Regions from separate parts of the Sus scrofa genome. Here all the other regions are linked to region 1. Evidence: chromatin contacts called from public Hi-C and promoter capture Hi-C data. All regions are on one chromosome and are shown on one strand. Each heading gives the region's core, a stretch centred on a gene start, on an enhancer-like site or on the middle of the called end of the contact. The rest is flanking DNA. Distances are from core to core; before and after follow the strand shown. Region 1 holds the start of CPT2 (carnitine palmitoyltransferase 2). Region 2 overlaps SCP2 (sterol carrier protein 2). Region 3 overlaps SCP2 (sterol carrier protein 2).

Region 1 (3,799 bases), core at 305-2,804:
AACTGGCAGTTTAGATTAAGGCCTGTTGTTCAAAGCCTGTGAAAACTGGAAGCTGAATTAAACTACCGGGCGAAGGAAAGAGAGAGGAAGATTTATGGGGGCTGTTTTACAGGGGGAGTAGATTCTGGGAGAAGTATTTCACAAGGTGGAAAGAAAGGGTAGCTTTGATGAGGAGGCACAGAACTGGGGTGGGCTCTGGACCTAATGTGAATAAGATTTGGGGAGGGTTACTGAGGGCAGTGTCTGTAATTCCGTGAGGGTGTGCTGAAGTTGCAGGGGCTAATGTGGGTTAGGGAGGCTCTTTTAGGGGCAGGAAGGTGGGGGAGTGTTGAGGAAGGTTTGATAGCGGTGAAAGGCTTCCAGGTGAAGACTGACTTAGAAGGTTGAAGACTTGGGGGAGGGTAAGGTGAGTCTGGGGGAGACTGGTAGGATGCTAAAATAAACAGGACTGGAGGCACAGCGAGCAGGGCTGAGGGTTACGAGGGCCGGGTGTCCAAAAGGGGGAGTGTTGGGAGAAGTGGAGGGAGAGTAACTATTATGCATCAGGAATTGGCTGCTCCATCGTCTGGGCAGGATTGGGGGGGAGACACCCTAGTTGGAGGAGTAAGGACAGGGCTGGAGATATGCAGGTAGGACATTTTTCTGGGAGAAGTAGGAGGGACAATTAGATATCTGATTGGAAGTTGGCTTCCTGGAGAAGTTCGAGAAGAGTTCAAGAGAGAAAATCTAAGCGAACAGTGGGAGGATTCGGGAAGAGAATTTGAGCGTTCTCAAGTTCCTGTGCCAGGAGAGCCTGAAAGTCACAGGATTTTCAAATTGGAGGATACGGCACCGTCCCAGGTAGAGGTTTGGGGGCAGAAGAGGGTTCAGCAGAACAGTCGTGAGTGAGTGGGGTAAGCTTGGGGCCGCTTCACGGCTGGCGGTGGGCGGCGGGGCTCACCTGGGCAGACTGTCCTGGAAGTGCATAGTGGGCACGATGCTGCGCTGCAGGTACTGACCCGGCTCGAAGCCGGCGCTTAGGGTCCGACAGGGGGCTGCCAGGCCAACAGCAAGGTCCCGGGGCCAGGCGCGCAGCAGCAGACGAGCCATCATCGTCTCGGGTGGCGGCAGCAGCACGAACGCGGCGACCGTGTGGTTTTGGTGTGCAGAGCCCAAGCCGCTGCCCTCAGGTTCCCGGGACGCCGGGTCAGGGACTCAAGTTCGGTTAGGGCAGGTCCACGAGGCCACTTCCGGCCTTAGGGCCCCGCCCACGGAAGGCCCCGCCCCATGGAAAGGCCCCGCCCACGGAAGGGCCCTGCCACTGAGGGCCCGCCCACAGGCCCTCCGCTCAGAGGGGCCCGCCCACTGCGGGGCGAGCCGGCCCGCTGCCGTCTCTGCTCCGTGGCTCCCGCTTCTGCTCCCTAGGCTGCGCGGGAAAAGGAGCTCCCAAGGCACGCCCTTCTCCTCTTCCGAAACAATATTGAAACTGAAGTGGCAGAAAAAGAAAAGGCGAAAAACTTTTCGGAGTCTGATGAATTCGTTCCAGACTCTGTCCTTGGGAGATCGTGGGAAAAATGTTAAACCTGTTTCCTCATCTGAGAAACAGGTTCTAACCATTAAGCCACCTCCCACATTCCTAGTTAGGAAATGCAGTAACGGTGTGTACAGTGGAAACGCGCACCACCCTGTGGGGCTCCGGGTGGCAAAAGGGCTCCTGGGCACAAAAGCCTTTCTGTGCCTCACGTTAATTTTTCTTAGGAAATGGGCCTCGTTCAGCCACCATGACCTTCCCTGAGCTCCTAGGGACAGGTTCAGACAGTTGCTGATCAGGGAAGGAAGGGGATGCAAAGACAAGGGAGGAACAGTCAGGTAACAGTCGTCCAGCCTTGGGGCAGGATCCTGGTTCCCTCCCAAGGAATACACATAATAAGTTAGGCATCTCAGACACCTAAGAGAGAAGTGATAGTCCTTATGCTTCTTTTAGCAATGAATACTTTAAAACGGAACCGCTTCGAGTCCTTCCTTGGCCTTCTCCCTCGCTTAATTGCATCCTAAACACAATCACCTGTAAGCTAAAGATTAGGCACCTTGAGCACAGGTGCCTGTGGGTCAAAGATTCTTGGCACATGATGTTTTTCAGGAACTTTCCTAGTTTGTGGTCATCTCTGATCAGTATTCCCTTTTCGCGAGTACTGTTGTTCTAGGCAGTAACCCAGGAGACCACCCTCTCGATCATACCGAGGTCATCCGACTCCAGCTTTGACGACTAGGATTCCCCCAAAAAAGAAGAGGGCATGTTTGTCCCAATCCCGATTCCTGTCTGGAAACCTGCTTTTCTCCTTTTCACTATAAAACTCCTCCCAATTCTTTCCAGTGGGGGGAACACAGTCTTTAACGTATTAGCCTGCGGTGGCCCCCCTTTGCCCCGCAAAGCAAGAAAGCTCTTTTTTTCTCCTTTACCCCAAATTTCGTCTCTGCATTTTCTTTTCTTTTTTTTTAAAGTAATTCTTTTTTTTTTTTTTTTTTTAATGTCTTTTTGCTATTTTTTGGGCCACTCCTGCAGCACATGGAGGTTCCCAGGCTAGGGGTCGAATCGGAGCTGTAGCCACCGGCCTACGCCAGAGCCACAGCAACGCGGGATCCGAGCCGCATCTGCAACCTACACCACAGCTCACGGCAACGCTGGATTGTTAACCCACTGAGCAAGGGCAGGGACCGAACCCGCAACTTCATGGTTCCTAGTCGGATTCGTTAACCACTGCGCCACGACAGGAACTCCATGTCTCTGCATTTTAATTGGGCACTGGCAGACAGAGGCCGAATGTGGTAACCCAGTGCCTGGCGCTGTGAGCAGTAAATGGTGGTGATGGTTGTCGTTACCAGTCAAGTTTGCCCAGCAGGAGGGTTTTGACGTTTCTGTGATTAGCTCCGCACAGCTGCCCTGCTGGCTCCCCTGAACCAGTATTAGAGAAAATGTGTGCAGAAGCCAGAAACCATGGCGTCTCCCATCCAGCCACCGCTTCTGAGCAGAAAGCCCTTTTAGAGAAGGATCCCTTCTGCGCGACCATCTTTTCACCTTGAATTTTTCCAAGGACTGGAAGCTCTGCCTCTGGCCCTAGGGAGCCTTCCATGCTCAGGGGACCATGTGAGACTGCCCGTCCCCAGATCACCTCCAAGATTCCTTCCAACTCCAGACTCTAAGATTTATAGCCGAAATGCGGCCGCTGTACACAATCTCTAAGATTGTGTTAAAGTCTTGGAGACAGAATTTGGAGGAAGAGAAAGAAGAGCTTTATTGCTTTGCCAGGCAAAGGAGGACACAGTAGGCGAAAGCCTCAAAACTGTGTCCTGTCCTGAGAAAGGATAGCAAGGGGTTTTGTAGGTTTAGCTCGGAAGACAAGGTTCTTGATGAAGGCATCTATGTTATTTTTCATCCATAGATCATTTCAGAGTCGTCAAGGCCAGCACGGGTGCGTCTGGTGATGGTTTCTGGTTGTCCTCAGAGTTATCCTTCCTTGCTTGTCTCTCTGGGATGAAGGTTGCTGACAGGGAAGGGGTGTTAGGGGGTGTTTCAATTACAAAAGAAAACACGAGGTGCAATATTACTAACTAGCAAGTGACTAACTAGCAAGTAACCATTAGTAAAGGTGAAATATTACTAACTAGCAAATTACTAACTAGTAAGTAACCATTAGTAAAAATAGCAATTAAGCAAGGAAGAGATCATTGGTGAAAACCCAGACCCTAAGTGCAACATAACTCTAACTAGAAAGTAAACATTGAAAAAAAAAAAGAAGAAGAAAGGAGTTCCTGTTGTGGC
Region 2 (4,363 bases), core at 829-3,328, 130 kb after region 1:
TTTTTTTTAAACATTCCAGTACAGAATTTTAAAAATTCTCAGTGAAAATAGATGAAGGTCATTAGTGCACAATATTAATTACTGTTCCACTACTGGTGTTCGTTCTCTTCCCTCGGCCTCCCAAGGAAAACTTAAATTGACTCTTCAGCAGAATAATCCTCAAACATACTTTATAAGCAAAATGAGAACTGTTGTTTACATAGTTTTTGGATTTTGCTGTTCCTAATTTTATTCTAAAACTCAATTGTACCCTAAACCATAATTACCACATTAACTTTGTAATGCACATTTGTAGGCAATTTTGCAAAGCAGTAGTATACCATCAGGTTCTATTTACCCAGCCCGTAGGAAAAACAGGATTGGTCACACCCATTTAAAAACTAATCTCATGCTATTTGCCAATGTGAATTTTCAGTCTAGGTTCTGACAGTGAAATATACGCATCTATATATTTGTATATCTCATCTTGATTTTCAAAGGTAGGCAAAGGGAGTTCTTCACAGCTTAGCTTTGCTGGGCTGAAGCTGAAGATTCTGTAACTTCATAGCCAGACCCATGTTGCCAAGGACTTTCAATTTGCCTTGAAAGAAGGCCTGTAAGAAGAGAGAAAATTTATTATTCGGTGTTTTGGGTTTTGAGATTGCTGATATTTCTAGACTACCCAGTCCCGAGATGATTTATTTATCCAGATCTCTTAAACTTTCCGGAATAGATTTGGAACCAGATTCTTCAAAAGGACCAATGTGCAAAAGCCATGCTTTACGCAGAGCAGTCAAAGGTGCATCCTCCCCAAATGTGTTCTCTGAGAAAGTGAGCCTGCTTTTACCTGCCTTCCTCAAAGGGAGTACATTTTCCAAATATTAGGCAAAGTGGGTCCAGACTAGACTGATTTTGTTTAAATCCCGTTACACGTGGAGCAGAAATATGAGCTGAAATTTCCAGGGCTCAGCTAGCAGGGAGAAAAAGCACATGCGTAACTCACCAAGAAACTCTTGGGAGTCAATACAACGTGGGTGAAATGCCACCAAGTCTCTTCCTTTTTCGGTCTCCACGATCAGGACTGATTCCCTACAGAGGGAGGCCAGGCAGCCTGCTGGGACCGAGGTGCCTGTGCTAATCTTTGGCTCAATAAAGAGCATCAAACCGATCCCAAGGGCAGAGCCACAATTTGTTCCATTTCACAACTGCCTGGGATTAGATCACATGATGTTTGCTAAATTTATCATGTAACAAAACCCCAGGAAGACTTTAAAGAAATACCAAAACTGAGAACACAGCATGATTTCCCTGCTATGATCTCAGCCTTTTAACTTAATTCTTAAAATAAGGGAAAGTGAGAGGAGAAGTTTCTGGTAGCCTTCGCCTCCTAACAAGTTCACTAAGATGTCACGGGCTCTTCTGCCTCAACCGTAGGAAGGCACAGAGCTCTGCTTTCTCTGCACCTTCTGGTAAGGGTGACTAATTCCTTTCTTTTCCCCCTTCCTCTGTCTGGACAAACTAAATATTTCCTTTCTATATGGCACACAGCCTTCTGTCTGATGGCTTAAAGGTCAGGTGTCTCAGAACACGATACACTGCACATATGCCTTAAAAATATGGACCGGGAGAAATTCGGCATCTTCCCCTTTTATTAATTAAAAGAGGAAATGGCTTTTTAGTTAATCGTTATTATAGAAAAGACACACCTTCACCTTTTAGAGAACCCAAACTTAAGAATCACTTAAATCTGGCCCCTAGCGTGTTCCTCCCGTGGGCTTCCTGTTAGAGAGCACAATGCTTTGTTTCAACTGCAGCCAAACACTGAAATTATAATTTCCACTGCATTTGATGGTTTCCAGTCAAATCCTCTACGGAGCATAAGGAAAGGCCATTAGCACAACCACAGAAAGGTCTCCAGGTTTTATCTGTAATGCCTTAGGGTGCTAACAGGTGTTCAGGAAAAGCAAACTGACACTTCACTCCCCCAAGTGGGGGGCAAACAGATAAACTGAGAGGACGAGGGCAGCTGCGTGTGAAGTCTGCTTGCCCTGCCAAGGAAGCGTGCGGAGTGGACCGAGGAACAAGCAGCAGTGGGTGGGAAGGTGGATGTCCGCCAGCTCCGAGACTGGTGGCCTGTGTTCTGTCCAGATTTTTGGAGAGGGTGCAGTGGGTGGAAATGCCAGCTGTCAATGGTGCGTATTCAGCCGAAACGTCACAGACCCGTCTCTCACGTGTCAATGCATGTCTGAAAGATGCTTAGCTGCCTTGAAAAAGCATTTTAAAAAGGCACAGGAGTAGGAGTCAGATTTAGCTGTTTTATCCAATCTTTCAAATTATGAGGGTATGGCAGGAACAAGATCTAAAACAAACCAGGCCAAGGCAACAAAAAATAAGGTTACAATGGAAAGCAGCAGCTTAACTTCGTGTTATCTATGACTAACGGACGGCTCAGGACACCACATCTGTTCAATCCTGTGCCTCTCAACAGGGGAAGAAGACCTTTGACGATCTGGGGGCCCAGACCATCTAGACGAGACATAAACCCATTTTAGACAGATACAAACTAATCCAGGCATCATGCTAAGTTCTGGAGACAAGAAGATGAACAACGGAGTTCCCGTTGTGGCTCAGTGGAAACGAATCTGACTCGTATCCATGAGGATGCAGGTTCGATCCCTGGCCTTGCTCAGTGGGTTAAGGATCTGGCATTGCCGTGACTGTGGTGTAGGTCGCAGACGTGGCTTGGATCTAGTGTGGCTGTGGCTGTGGCTGGCTGGGCCAATGACTACAGCTCTGATTTGATCCCTAGCCTGGGAACCTCCATGTGCCATAGGTGCGGCCCTTAAGACAAAAAAAAAGATGATGAACAAGATATGGTTCATTCCCTTGAGGCAGACACAGTCTAGCAGGGGCACATTATGACCAATAAAATCAGAGACCTGCCAAGCTTGCAGTCCAGGAAGTGGCCCAGAAGAGGGACTGTCCACAGCCCCCTCGCAATGCGGCAGGAGGTCTTTGGAAAGGACATTTTGAAAGCCAAGGAGCTTGTCGAGGAAGGACAGTTCAAGTGAAATGAGAAGAGGCAAAGGTACAAAATGGAAGGGATCCTGCCTTTGTTCACACCCGTCCCTCTTTCTGCCTCGATGGCTCCTACTCTGCATGTGGGCAATGCCAGTTCCTAATCCGCCCCCCGCCCGTCCCCCGGACGCAGCCAGGTATCACGTCACAGGGGAAGCCTTCTCTGATGGCCCAGGAAGACCCGGCTTCTCCTTCCCCCACTCTCCCACCCCAACCACAAGCTGGGGAGGGGGGCACCTCGAATATTTGGCTGCGCTTAAGTCTGTTGCAAACCTGACTTATACCGAACGGGGGATGCCCTGAGCATGGAACTATTTCTTAGTCACCTGGGTATGTGAAGTACACAGGACAAAAACCTAAGAAAAAAGAAAAAAAAAAAAAAAAAAAGAAAGTACACAGGACAGGGTCTGGCACATGGTCAAGCTCCACAATGGTCTGTCATTTGTTAAGTGAACCTTTCGGGAAACACGGAGTTTGGCGGGTCTGCCCGCTCTGCACTGACCACTTGCTGAGGCGAGTGATGAAGAAGAGGCCACCCCCCCAAGCCCCGAATAGAGGCATATAAGCACCATCATACTCACCAACTGAGGATTCATTTTACCATCATCAAAGCCACTAAGTCTGAGTCGGACATCGTTATTGTGCAGTCGGCTTTCTTATCTGAAACAGGGACGGGCAGAAGGCAGGAGAAAAGCAAGAAGGGTTCAGGGTCATGCATACATTTTATGAGACCGACACGCTGCCTCCTGCGCTAAGGAGACAACGCACGAACACATGTTAGTCAAAAGCCACGAGTGCATCGGAATCACATCCGGCAGGAGTGTGGCAAAAAGGGCACTGACATGCATTTCTCTGGCCACCTGGTAAAATGTGGCATAAATCCCAAGCAACCTCAATATTTAACAAGAGGGCACCTTATTAAATCAATCATGGTACGTTCACATCACTACAAGGCGGCCATCAGATGAGGCGGAACTGCACTCTACCGACTTGAAAAGATATTCATGGGATATTGTTCATGATACCGTCATATAAGCCAGTTACAAAACAAACTGTACGCGTGAGCCCATTTCTTCCTTCGAAACAGATATTCAAGTCTACATATATAGGAAAAACATCCGGAAACTTCGACATCGATACAGTAATAACAGTCACTGTGGCGCCCAGACTCTAAGGTCTGCCTTCGGGGGTTCGTGCCTTCCTAGAACACACCCTCGCGTGTGGGCAGGACCTGGGACTTGCGTCTGGCCTCCAGAATGTGGCAACGGTGATGGGATGCACTTCCTGAGTCCTGTGACATTCTGCA
Region 3 (4,209 bases), core at 1,491-3,990, 160 kb after region 1:
GTAATCACATCATCTTTTGGTAAAACTCATATTCTGTAAGATAAGTTTCAAACTGCTGAGCATAGCATCTGAAGCATTTCAAAACCTTGATCCGATCTGTCACGGATGCCTCTCCTGCCACCTGTGTATTACTGACTCTGCCCTCTACCCACCACATAGTACAACCACTTGCCAAATCTGGTATTTTCAAACGTCTGTTCCTATTTATAGGCCTAGAATGCCCTTCCTCTATTCTTCTGCTGGACAACCCTAGTCATCTGAGTTCACATTTAACAACTTCATAAACATTTCTTCCTCTGGGCTTCTAGAGCATTTGATAAAAGTATGTCTGCCTTCTCCACATACTCAGAGGGCCATTCTTAGGGGCCCAGGCACATAGCAGCTGCTCCATCAAAGTTAGCTAAAGAAGAAACTAAGGAAATCAGATCAGGTGCAATGAGTACCTTAAAATTACTTTGTTTAAAGCCAAACCTCATTTTAAAACTATACTTGTACCATCAGAGTTAGAATTATTTTCCCAGCTTTGGCCTTTGAAGTAGATTATGTTCTATCACTAAAACTATCAAAAATATCTTCAATGTTCGAAGGCAATTTCTTTCTGTCATTAACACATCATTTGGATTTTTTCATACTTCTTCCTTCCCAGAAACAGCAACTATAGTTATTGTGAACAATTCTATCTCCCAATCGCTTAGTCTCTGAAAATGAAAAAACCATGAGACTTCCACATTTAAAACAGAATTTACTGGAGTTCCTGTCGTGGCACAGCAGAAACAAATCTGGCTAGGAACCATGAGCTTGTGGTTTTGATCCCTGGCCTCGCTCAGTGGGTTAAGGATCTGGCATTGTCGTGAGCTGTGGTGTAGGTCAAAGACAAGGCTTGGATCTGGCATTGCTGTGGTTGTGGCACAGGCTGGCAGCTGTAGCTCTGATTGGACCCCTAGCCTGGGAACCTCCATATGTGGGTGCAGTCCTAAAAAAAAAAAAAAAAAAAAAAGCAAATACATAAATAAATAAAATAGAATTTATTGTCCAAACTACAGAATCTATTCTGAGCAAATTAGATAGCTATACTAATGTGCTGACTCTGGTAGCTCTTGATAGTGTGGCTTTTACTGAGGATTTTCAACTCCAAATACGAACTAGGAATTTCAGAGGACAGTATAAAACTAATGAATCAGATTTAGGAGGAAACTTAAACTTCAACACCTTAACAGCTTTTTATTTGATCCAATTCAGGAAACAGAGGGGTGGGGAGGTCACAGTTTTTATCTCAAGGCTTTCACATAACAAATGGGATTTTTAAAAAAACCAATCTAGATGCACTACAACTAAACAGAAATCAGACAGGGACCCAAGAGTTACAAAGTGCTTTGGATATTCAAAGGGAGAAGCTACCTAAGATTGGTCTTAATAGGAAGACACAATTTTCACAACAGAATATTCCAGGCAGAGAAAGAAGACAGAAGAGACTCAAAAGCTTCTAAAACATGAGAATATAACGGATTCTGTTAAAAAAAAAAAAAAAGTGTGTCACATACCCTCTGTAGAACCAAAAGTGTGGAAAAAATGAAAAAATAATTACCAAGAATTCGGGGGGAAAAGGGAGCCAATCAGTGTTGCTAGCTACTGCAGGGTTAAAGACCAGAAAATAAAGGCCAGAGCACTTCATAATCAGATCACTGCTGGCCTCACCTGACCTCCGTGATGAGATAAGAAACTAAAGGCATTTCAAAATAGAAAAACAAAAGTGGTTCAATATAAAAGGTTCATCATGAAAGAGAATAATTAAGGTATTCTTAATCTTTATAATCAAAGTAGATTTCTAGAATACAGAAGACCTGAACACGTTTGCTGACAGAGGGAAAGGGGTCAATGAAAACGCAAAAACAGAAAGATTCAAAAGAGGGGTATACTTAACATGTGGAACAAAATTACAGAAAGTGGTTGGAAACAAAAGCATGCAAAGGAAAGGAAATGGGACTTTTTTTTTCCTCTGGGAAGGATGAGCACTTCTCTGAGAAGAGTAAGGAAGAGGAGGGATCCTGAAAGCCTTGGAAAAGAAAGTGGAGACTGGAGGAACACAGGCATTAGACAAGGGCAGGAAGAAAACCAACAAGAGACGAACAGGAAGGATTCTGGCAGCAGCGAGGGCTTCACTGGATTCAGAAACATCAATCTGCAGAGATGCAATCAGCATATTTGATGACTTTCTCCAAACAATCTCAGAGGCCATGGGGAGAAAGCAAATTGTGAGAAAGGAAACCAAAAAATGACTTGCCTAAATGAAAACTACTCAGGTTGGCAGGGCTGAGACAAGGACCCAGCCAGCTCCCGCGTCTAGTCCGCCACTCTTGCCTACGCTGCCTCCTTCATGAACAAAATTTTCCTAAGGCTGGTGACATTTAAAAGTTAACTGCCAGTTTTAAAGTGTTTAAGCCGTGCTACGACAGCCACGCAATGAGATACCTGTTCTTTGAGTACGAAGACAATAAAATTAGGACTTTTGGAAAACATGCACAACGCCATTAGTTGCGGAGAGTCAGAAGGATTCACTGCCATGCAAAACCAGAGTGCCACTTACCTGGCAGCTTCAGGAAAACCCATCCTGTACAGCGTGACAACCGCAGCTCCTCCAAGGCCCAAATTATGCTGCAGAGCAACCTTTGCACCAGGAACTTGCCTCTTCCCGGCTTCCCCTCTCAGCTGCCAGCAGAGTTCGGCGCACTGAGCCAGACCTAACAAATCGAACACAGAGCCGTCAGATCCCGTTGGTTTAGAAAGCGGCCCCAATCGGCTTTCTCAAGCCAGACGAGGGCTGCCAACTGTGGCTTTCAATTAAACCGTTTCATTCCGCCAAGACGAAATCTGCCTAGACAGGAACTTCTCCTACAAGCCTGGAGGGGTTTTGTAGTTAGTTACTTTTTCTTCCGCAGTAATCTCTGTATTTAGCCAATACTCAGGCTTAAGAAATTCCCTGTGCTCTTTAAATATATCCAACCTGGCATTTGGGGGGCAATGTTCAAAGCGAAAACGCTGAAGGTACAGTGCTCTGGCTCAGGCCGAATGGCCTAAAAATAATTTAATTCTTACCACTGTTAATGTATCAAAAGAAAACAATCTAGGATGTGGGAGTTGGCTTTCCCTAAAAATTTAGCTAGCACGAGGACTTTTCCTATTCTTCTCAAAGAATTCCTAGAAAGGATGAACTGAACTGTTTCCCAGATCTATTCACAGCTATTCACAAGAATAGCACTGGATTTAAAAAAAAAAAAAAAAAAAAGCATTTGTCCCCTGGATAATAAAAGCAGATTTTTAGAGCTGGAGAGAACTTAATAATGCTGAAACCGAGCCCCCCAAAACTGAAGTTACCTTACTGGGTTTATGATAAATTTCTCTATCCAAAACTTTATTCCCTTCCTTGTCTCCTGTGACCTCTATCCCTTTCTTGTCTCCTCATTCCTGTACTAACTGAATACTAATCAACCAGAGTCAGATGACTAAAACTGTTACTGTTGATAACATCCTACTATACAAAAATAGCTGTGTAGATATCATTAACCTTCAAATGCAGGTGGTTTTTCCAGGGCAAGATGAGCTCAGAGACCCCTGGAGCCATGGACCACCTGGCCAGAGACTCATAAACCACATTCTGACTCCCAAAATCAGATAAAGAAATGTCTCAGGACAATGATTAATTCCAGTTTCTTTGTTCTTTCTCTTTAAAACAGCCCTAACTCAAAGACCAAGAAGGAGTGAATCTGAAACTTGCCTCCGGCTCCCTTGCTTGGTGCCTTGCAAATAAACCCTTACTTTGCTGCAAACACCCACCATCCAAGTCTGGCACAGGAGCCCTTGCTTAGGTACAAAGTTAGCAGTGAGAAATGTAAGATTAAGTTATTTGTGAATGGTTACAAAGCAGGCTAATTCTAGAGTTGAGATTAAATACAAGCCTCCTAATTTACATTCTTTTTCTCTCTCACACTAGCTCTTCAAGGATAGCTAAGAACATTCTTTCAGGATAGACTGGTTTCAACATCCTGGAGGCAGAGCTACACAAGTCTGCCTACAATATCTGTTCTTCCACCCACATCCCCAACCATGAAACCTGATTCCCAAGTACCTGTGACAGCTTCCTATATAACCCCAACCTTCTCAAGAAATTTAACTGCCATTCCTCATTTCTAAGCAATATCTGTATATTTTTAT

What was found. Promoter capture Hi-C pulls out the DNA fragments that hold promoters and counts their contacts. A called contact is a pair of places that touch in the nucleus more often than the background predicts.
Region 2: a contact with region 1 is called in a Hi-C map of liver, with 3 times the contacts expected there. The contact joins the enhancer-like site here to the promoter of CPT2 in region 1. A contact is called at or near these places in 2 of 5 promoter capture datasets (liver and skeletal muscle), 3 of 47 Hi-C or Micro-C datasets (all in liver) and 2 of 2 datasets of contacts at active chromatin or transcription factors (alveolar macrophages and skeletal muscle).
Region 3: a promoter capture Hi-C map of liver shows a contact between it and region 1, with 5 times the contacts expected there. The contact joins the enhancer-like site here to the promoter of CPT2 in region 1. A contact is called at or near these places in 1 of 5 promoter capture datasets (liver), 9 of 47 Hi-C or Micro-C datasets (adipocytes, embryonic fibroblasts, fetal heart ventricle and 5 more) and 1 of 2 datasets of contacts at active chromatin or transcription factors (alveolar macrophages).

The regions. Positions count from the first base shown.
Region 1 is chr6:159,059,773-159,063,571 of Sscrofa11.1, forward strand. It overlaps CPT2 (carnitine palmitoyltransferase 2), which reads right to left and starts at 1,555. Exons shown (of 5, transcript NM_001246243.1): 1 at 941-1,555. The coding sequence starts at 1,092.
Region 2 is chr6:159,190,548-159,194,910 of Sscrofa11.1, forward strand. SCP2 (sterol carrier protein 2) reads right to left here. Exons shown (of 22, transcript NM_001168415.1): 20 at 3,660-3,717; 21 at 3,639-3,657; 22 at 498-593. The coding sequence ends at 498. Among named protein-coding and RNA genes, the nearest start is that of PODN, 13 kb to the left of the region's middle. Within about 2 kb of position 2,079, at least 16 of the 83 cell types and tissues checked have an H3K27ac peak or open chromatin away from gene starts, as enhancers often do. A contact at or near this core is called in liver and skeletal muscle, where this site is marked.
Region 3 is chr6:159,221,746-159,225,954 of Sscrofa11.1, forward strand. SCP2 (sterol carrier protein 2) reads right to left here. Exons shown (of 22, transcript NM_001168415.1): 17 at 2,585-2,738. Among named protein-coding and RNA genes, the nearest start is that of PODN, 44 kb to the left of the region's middle. Within about 2 kb of position 2,741, at least 50 of the 83 cell types and tissues checked have an H3K27ac peak or open chromatin away from gene starts, as enhancers often do. A contact at or near this core is called in alveolar macrophages, liver, mesenteric adipose tissue and 3 more, where this site is marked.